Linked DNA regions of Sus scrofa: region 1 is linked to region 2. The links are chromatin contacts, called in public Hi-C maps. All regions are on one chromosome and are shown on one strand. The core of a region is the stretch at or near the end of the contact, and the rest is flanking DNA. Distances in the headings are between cores, read along the strand shown.

Region 1 (3,654 bases), core at 949-3,448, 93 kb after region 2:
GGACTCTCAATCCTAGATAGAGCAGTATACTTAGGTGAATCATCCATGGGATGCCTTGAACCTGAGAATAAGTCTTAAGGATTCATAGGGAGCTATAAGCAGATGGTTCTGTTGCCTCCTTATCCCTAGTTAGCCTCTCGCCCACCCCTCTTTGGTACTCCTGACGACAATTATGATCTTAATCTATTTTGTCCTATTGTCAAACTCTGAGTCCTGATTGGGGAATACAGAAAATATGTTTTAGGCCCTCCAAAGGCTGCCCACTGCAATCAGAATAAAATCCAAGTGCTGTTCCTGGCCCACAGGTGCTGCCTACAAGCCTCACCTGTTTCCAGTTTCATTTTCCTCCACTCTCTCTTTAACTACTCTCTTTCAACTACACTAGCCTTTTCTTTTTTTTCTTTTTTAGGGCCTCGCCCTTGGCATATGGAGGTTCCCAGGCTAGGGGTCTGATCAGAGCTACAGCTGCTGGCCTACACCACATCCACAGCCACTCGAGATCTGAGCCGAGTCTGCAACCTATACCATAGCTCAAGGCAACGTCAGATCCTTAACCCATTGAGCAAGGCCAGGGATCGAACCCACATCCTCATGGATACTAGTCGGGTTTATTAACCACTGAGCCATGACAGGAACTCCACACTGGCCTTTTCATTTTTCAAACATGTCAGCTTGTCCCTGCCTCAGGGTCTTTGTACTTGCTGTTCCCTCTTCCTAGAATGCTTTTCCTTCTGGCTGGCTCCCTCATCAAATGCCACCTCTTTCCAGAGGCCTTCTCCTCTCACCCTCCTGATTCAACATACATTGCCCTGTTTTACATTCTTCATAGCACTTACCACTTATTTACATGTTTGTTTATTTATTTATGATCTGTCCCCTGTGAGAATGTAAATACCACAAAAGCAAAGATTCACCTGCCTGGCTTGCCCCTGCACCTCTGCATCTAGAACACTGCCTGGCACAGAGGAGCACTCAACAAGTATTCAATGAATAAAACATCAGTGGGTCTTTCACTTACCTTTTTCTATCCCTTGTTCCCTCCCTGACCTTTCACCCTATAGAAGAAATAAAGGCCAGAGACTTTATATGAACAGGTTTCAGTTCCTTGAATATTTTCTTGTACAAGAACAAAAGATGGTATCTGACTCTCAGTTCAGGGCACCATCCTTGACTGTTGAATAACCACCTGATCCTAACCAGCCTTCTTCAGGGGACATTACCAGGGCCCCTGATTAGAGAGTCTCCTTTCTCTGTTGGAAAATCAGCCACGAAGTGGGTCAGTAGCACCATCTTCATACATGAAGGAAAACTCATCCTGTAAATATTTTTCAAGAACATGCAATCTTGGCTTAACGATCCCCCCCCCCCACCCATTCCGTTAATGATTCCTCATCTCGTGCAAACCCTTGGGAAAAATAAAATACAGAATCTCAAATTTCTAGCCACAAATTTGACACAGCTTCCTAAATCAAATACCCAAGATTCCATTTTCAGATGCGTGCTTTTTAGGGGCTTCAGATTTTCTGTTGGAAGCAGGCCGTACCTAATTATTCCAATACTGAATTCTGGAATAAGATTTTTACACGTGGGATGCATCTGAATGACCGAATGAAATGCCTTTTCACCCTCTGCTCCATTCATCGCACTCAGAAGGATTTAACCAAGAGTTTTCAATGTATGAGATGTTTTAAGTTGCATCCCCGGGCCGTTACACTACTGCACCGAAATGCACACAGGAGAACATCTCCTGCATCACTTGCGTTGGAAGCAGGCAGGTGCACTTCGGGTACAATACCGCCAGCGTTTTTATTACCGCAACCAACGTTGAGCGCGAAACGCCCTTAGGACTGCAAGGGCATGAGATTACACTAACCATGCCAGGGAGAGAAAAAAAAATAGCGTTCTCTTGTTACCTGCCCAGACAGTTCAGCAGTCACCTCAGCATCATTCACGTCCTTCCAAACCAATCACTCTCACCGCCAGGGAAACACCTGACTTCCGAGAGCTTCCGGCCTCTCCTCAGGTTCTTTCTCAGGTTGCCCCGCCCGGCGCTAACAACCGGGCACAGCTCCAGGGGTCTCACGCACACGATTGCCCGCCCCCTTGCTAGGATTCAGCCAATAGGAAGCCGCCTGTCTGCATTGACCAATGAGGAGAAGGCGGAGCGAGACCGGTGGGTGACGCGAGAGGAACGGAGGCGGGGCGTGGGGAGAGGTCACGTGGGGAGGCGCGGGGTGGCTGCCGGGAGCTGGCTGGGCTGGGGGCCGCGGGATCGGCGCCCGCCTCGAGTGATGGGGCTCCCGCCCGTGTAGGGGCCATGCCGCCCGGGCCCCGGGCCTGCCCCGCTCCGCGCCGGGATGGTCAACCTGGCGGCCATGGTGTGGCGCCGCCTCCTGAGGAAGAGGTGGGTGCTCGCCTTGGTCTTCGGGCTCTCGCTCGTCTACTTCCTCACTAGCACCTTCAAGCAGGTCAGTGGTCGCCCTCTCTCCCCGGGTTGGGGTAGCTACCTCTGCGGCAGCGCTGCCTGAGTGTCCACTGAGCTGGGCCGGAGAGGTGGGCGTTCCTGTCCCAGGACTGAGGATGGGTGAAGGGAGCTGCCTCTCTCGTTGGTAGGCTGAGGGCAGAGCTGGGACTCGACCCGGTGCTGTGGACCCTTACGCTGTGCTTGTTGTCGCCTTGTCGGTTGCTTACCTGCTTCCCACCTGCCAGGGACTGAGCTAAACAGGGGCGTGCATTTCTTCCTCCATCTCCACGGCAGGTCTGGGCAGTGGTGTCCCCGTGTTACGGCGGGGGAAGCTGAGCCTGAGAAAGGTGAGATGCCTGGGCCGAACTACGAGGCCAGCCCTGGTGTACTCGGTTTTCGTTTAACTAGGGGCTCAGGGAGACTCCACAGGAAGCACGAGGTGCCCTTTTCTATGCATAATGAGGTTAGGTAGAATTTTCTTTTCGCTTCTCATCCTTTTCGTTTTTCTTCCCTGTGAGAATTTTTGGGAGAAACGTCGGGGTGCTTTGGAGGGACGTGTTAGCAAGAGCATTTTAAGTTTAGAAGTACAGTTATAGCGTTTGGGCTCTTAGAAAGGGTGAGCCTATGCCAGGGTGTATCCAGCACAACCTTGATTCATGCTACTGCTCTGATAGAGTTAGAGGACAGTTCCCCTTTTCGTTCTCAAGGGTCAAGTTCCTAAGTAAAATTTATCAGTGAATGGAGGAGAATAAATGCTAAATGATAAGGTTACGCTAGTTTAAGCAGATTGGTGGAGGAGCGATGAAAAGGGAAGACAGAGAACCTGTATCCCACCTCCTGCCTCAGACAAACGGAGAGGCTGAGTGTTGTGAGCCTCTTTTGTTGACTAGCAGGAGTTGTTGGCATTCTTGTGAACTAAATGCTTCTGGGACTTGAGTTTACTGCCACTTCACAGACATTGTTTCATGGTCACTTGTTCCTCTTCTGTCTGGTGGACCTATGGGTGCTGTAGTGAGCCAGGACTCACTCCTCCGCCTTGCTCCCACCTAACCCAGCTGATCTCTAGCACCGTTGGTTTAAGTATTAGCTCTAGCCTAGGCCATCCAGAAAACTGATTTTTTTTTTTTTTTTTTGGCCACCCCGAGGCATGTGGATTCCTGGGCCAGGGAACCAATCCTGAGCATTAGCTG
Region 2 (3,778 bases), core at 322-2,821:
TGGCATACATTTCTCTCATTTAATCTCTGCCCCAATCCTGGGAGGGAGGTATTATTATTCCCAGATTACAGGGGGCAGTATAAAACCATAGTTCAGAATTTAGAGCCTTCAGCATACCGCCTTCCTTTAGATCTGGGGTTATTACTCACTAACTCTGTGATCTCGGCCAAGAGACCTCACCTCCCTGTGCCTCAGTTTCCTTATCTATAAAATAGGATAGTAATGGCACACTCTTACCAGTCTACAATTGGGAAACGCACTTTAGGCAGTGTAGGCAGGGGCTTTAGCCAAGTAACCTACATAGAAGGACACTTGATAAGTGTTCACAGTTATTAAGGGTAGGAGAACTGCAGCTGGATGGGTCTAAGAGCCACCAGGATCACAGGGCAGGGCTGGGATCTGAGCTCTGACCAAGTTGCAGGCCAAGCAGAAATCTCTCCATGATAAAGTCAGACCCATTCTAAATTCACACTCTTGAAGAATCTTTTCCAAGTGGCAGCACTCTGCTGGTGGGAAGAAGAGGCTCAGAGCTGCCTTATCAGGACCTAGGAGGCTGGCTTGGAGCCACCTCTGAGATCCTCCAATTTTCTGAATCCCAGTGCTTTGAAGACAGGTGAAAGTCTCACTTGCTCCCCAAAGAATCCTAAGAGCCCCTCGCCCTTCTATTCCTTCACCAGCAGAGACAACTTCACGTTTTCTAGTCTGGAGGAGCATGGGGACAGTATAAAACCATTCTACGATTGGAGAGAAAGGGGCTGAAGTCCCCTGCACCCCGCATCCTCGACCCCACCAATCCCTTAAGAGTCTCCACTGAGCATTAAATCCGGATCATTAACCCCAACAGGCAAATAAAATTCACAAAGGGAGCAAACAAAACAAAGTTCCTTCTGGAAAACCCCTTGCGAGGGTCTTTGGGATTGAAGCGCGGTGTGCTTGCGAATCGCTGAGGCTAAGGGCCGACTCCCTAACCCTCCTCACCCCTGCGTCCATCAACGTTTCTAGGGGAGCTAGGGGCTCTTTAGAGTCTCTCATCCACCCTAACTTAGATGGGGAGTCGGGTGTGTATCGGCTGATCCGCAACCTACAGGTGCGGAGTCAGACCTGAAAGTAAGCAAATTGGGTTGAATCTGGCCCTCTCATGAGATTTTGAATCGACCTACCGCCCCAAACAAAACAATAGCCTCGGAACATTTTTTGAATAATGCAGCTGAATTCGATATCAGCTTCATCCAAAACGGCAAACAAGCCTACTCCTCTCGCCAAATCGGAATTGAAGCTGAATTCAGAAAAAACGGAGAGAAAATCTTCCCTGGCGCTCCCCGCCTCCGCGGGGGTCTCCCGCGACCCCCAAGCCCGAGAGCCCCGCAGCCGGGTGCTTTCCCGCGTCCCAGAGCCCCGCGCTCCTCGCTTCCCAACCCGAAAACCCCCTCGCGGCCGGCGCCGCTAGGGTTAAAAGTTACCTCTCGGTTTCTTCTGCCTGCAGCCCCCCCACCCCCGGGGGGCCGGATGATGTAACCCCCCTCCCCGCGCCCTCCCCGCCCCCCTCCACCATGTGACACTTTAATTAATAATAGCGCCGTCAGCACAACAAACGCACAACACAAGGAGAAACTTGGTGTCCAGGGTAGGCCCCCGGCGGCTGGAGCGCGGCGGAGGCAGGCGCAGAGGCCGAAGCGAGAGGAGGCGAGGGGCGGCCCGACGCGGGGAGGGACCGAGGCGAGCGGTCATGTGTCCGTGCCCCCTGCACCGCGGCCGCGGCCCCCCAGCCGTGTGCGCTTGCAGCGCGAGCCGCCTGGGTCTGCGCTCCTCCGCCGCGCAGCTCACTGCCGCCCGGCTCAAGGCGCTCGGCGACGAGCTGCACCAGCGCACCATGTGGCGGCGCAGCGCGCGGAGCCGGAGGGCGCCGGCGCCCGGCGCGCTCCCCACCTACTGGCCCTGGCTGTGCGCGGCCGCGCAGGTGGCGGCGCTGGCAGCCTGGCTGCTCGGCAGGCGGAACTTGTAGGAACGCGGGGCTTCATGGTGGGGCCGGAGCCGAGACCCAGCCGGAGCGAGCAACAGGTACGTGAGCAAGCGACCGCCAGGGCGCGGCAGCTGGGGGATTGGAGACCTGGGGCTGGGTTGGGAGCTGGAGAACCGCAAGTTTAGCTCTCTTCCCTTCCCATCTCCTCTTCCTCTGCTCCATTCTTTCGCAAGGATCTCTGTCCCTCTCCTTGGGAGATCCCATCTCTCCTTCCAAGTACCTACCGAGTCCACCGCTGCTGCCCCTTCTCTCCGACTCCTTAAGAGCATCTTGCCACTCCCTCCATCCGAGTGGCTTTGGAAGGACTTCAGCCTCCGTAAGCCTCATCACCCCTTCAAACAAACACACAATGCAAATTAAAAGTGTGCTTGCTATGAGAACAGAGTTACAGGCCACGCCAACGCATTATAAACTATCGCGGTTTCAAGACGAGTCCTCGGTCCTCTTCCAAGCCGCCTGCCGTTCCTAACTCGCCACCCTCTCCATCACCTCCGCCCCAAACCTCCTTCTCCCTAAGTATCACTTCTCCAGTTTCTGTTGCTCGTCCTCCCGCGCCCCAAGCGCATCTCGTGACTTCCTCCCCCTCCGTCTTTCTCCCTAAAACTTTGCAGTTTTCCTCCGCTCTGCCAACTTCACTCCTTCTCCAGCGAGGTGTCCCTTTTAAGGAGCTTGCCCTCCTCTTCGCGGGATAGAGGGAGCTGAGATGAAGGAGATGCCCCCTAAGTGATGTGGGATCTCAGACTTTTCGGGAAACTCCAGGGGGAAGCCTTTAAGAAAGAGCATTAACTGTGCTCACTTTGGGTTCGAGGCCCTGTTAAGAGCCTGCAGTAGGATAGGTTGTGGGGGTGGGGAGTGAGTATTGCGCGCCTAGCCGTTTGGTACCAGTGGGAAAAAAGTACTAAGCACCTACTGTATACTAGGCCCCTAGGCCTTGGGGAATTACTGAGCACCAGCTGTGCGCCTGACACTGTGCTAGGGCGCTTAAAGGGGGCAAACGTGTAAGCATTGTCTTCAGATTCTCAAAGAGCTGAAGAGAATGGGGGTGGAGAGAACAGGGCTGAGCCCACCAAAGGTGGGTCCAGGGCCGGAAGCTGAAGGTCGAAGGTGAGAAACCCAGCCCCGGGATGCCATGGCTCACAGATGCCAAGCGCTCGGGTCTCGGCCGAGTCCCACCGTGAGCCAACACCATAGGAAGCTGGCGCGGCGCCCGCAGGGAGAGGCGGCAGCCGGAGCGTGGGGGGTGGCAGCGCCCGGGAAGCTGCGGGGGTGCGCGGGGTGTGAGCCGGGAGCGCGGGCGACAGATGTCGCGTGGGCCGGCGCAGCCCTGGCGCTGCCTGAGAGAGGTGTGCGCTTCAGGGCGCTCTTTGCCCGGCTCCCAGAGATCCCATGCGCTTCTCCTCCTCCCTGAAGAGAGGCCCGGGGCTGCCCTCCGCCTCAGTGGACCAAGTTAGGTCTGCCCCGGATCCTAGGGACAGAAACATTTTGGATGGGACGGAGCGGGGGAGGGAGGGCCGAAAGAGGTAGTCAAGCAAGACGCGACGCCCAAAGTGTGTAATTTAGGGAAAAGCGGAAAGAAGGTGGGAGAGGAGGGATAGAAAGAACGGGTGGTTAGACGAGGAAAGAAAGTGGCGGGAGCTGGAGAAAGAGGCTTCTTGCAAGACAAGATAGTGGGAACGGGGATTAGAAAAATGGGAAGCGTGAGGAATCCAGTACAAACGGGGAGAAGGGCTAGGACACCATTTCCTCCAGTCTTGGGGC

Evidence for each region. Hi-C and Micro-C count contacts between places; a contact is called where the count stands out from the background.
Region 1: a Hi-C map of heart right ventricle shows a contact between it and region 2, with 2.1 times the contacts expected there. The contact joins the promoter of C14H12orf49 here to the promoter of HRK in region 2. A contact is called at or near these places in 2 of 47 Hi-C or Micro-C datasets (embryonic fibroblasts and heart right ventricle).

The regions. Positions count from the first base shown.
Region 1 is chr14:35,703,707-35,707,360 of Sscrofa11.1, forward strand. C14H12orf49 (UPF0454 protein C12orf49 homolog) reads left to right here and starts at 2,199. Exons shown (of 6, transcript XM_013990355.2): 1 at 2,199-2,468. The coding sequence starts at 2,358. RNFT2 (RING finger and transmembrane domain-containing protein 2) reads right to left here and starts at 2,089. Exons shown (of 11, transcript XM_003132893.6): 1 at 1,914-2,089; 2 at 1-12.
Region 2 is chr14:35,611,349-35,615,126 of Sscrofa11.1, forward strand. HRK (activator of apoptosis harakiri) reads left to right here and starts at 1,572. Exons shown (of 2, transcript XM_003359104.4): 1 at 1,572-2,058. The coding sequence starts at 1,727. The coding sequence ends at 2,002. It overlaps FBXW8 (F-box/WD repeat-containing protein 8), which reads right to left and starts at 2,377. Exons shown (of 11, transcript XM_013990336.2): 1 at 2,245-2,377. The coding sequence starts at 2,289.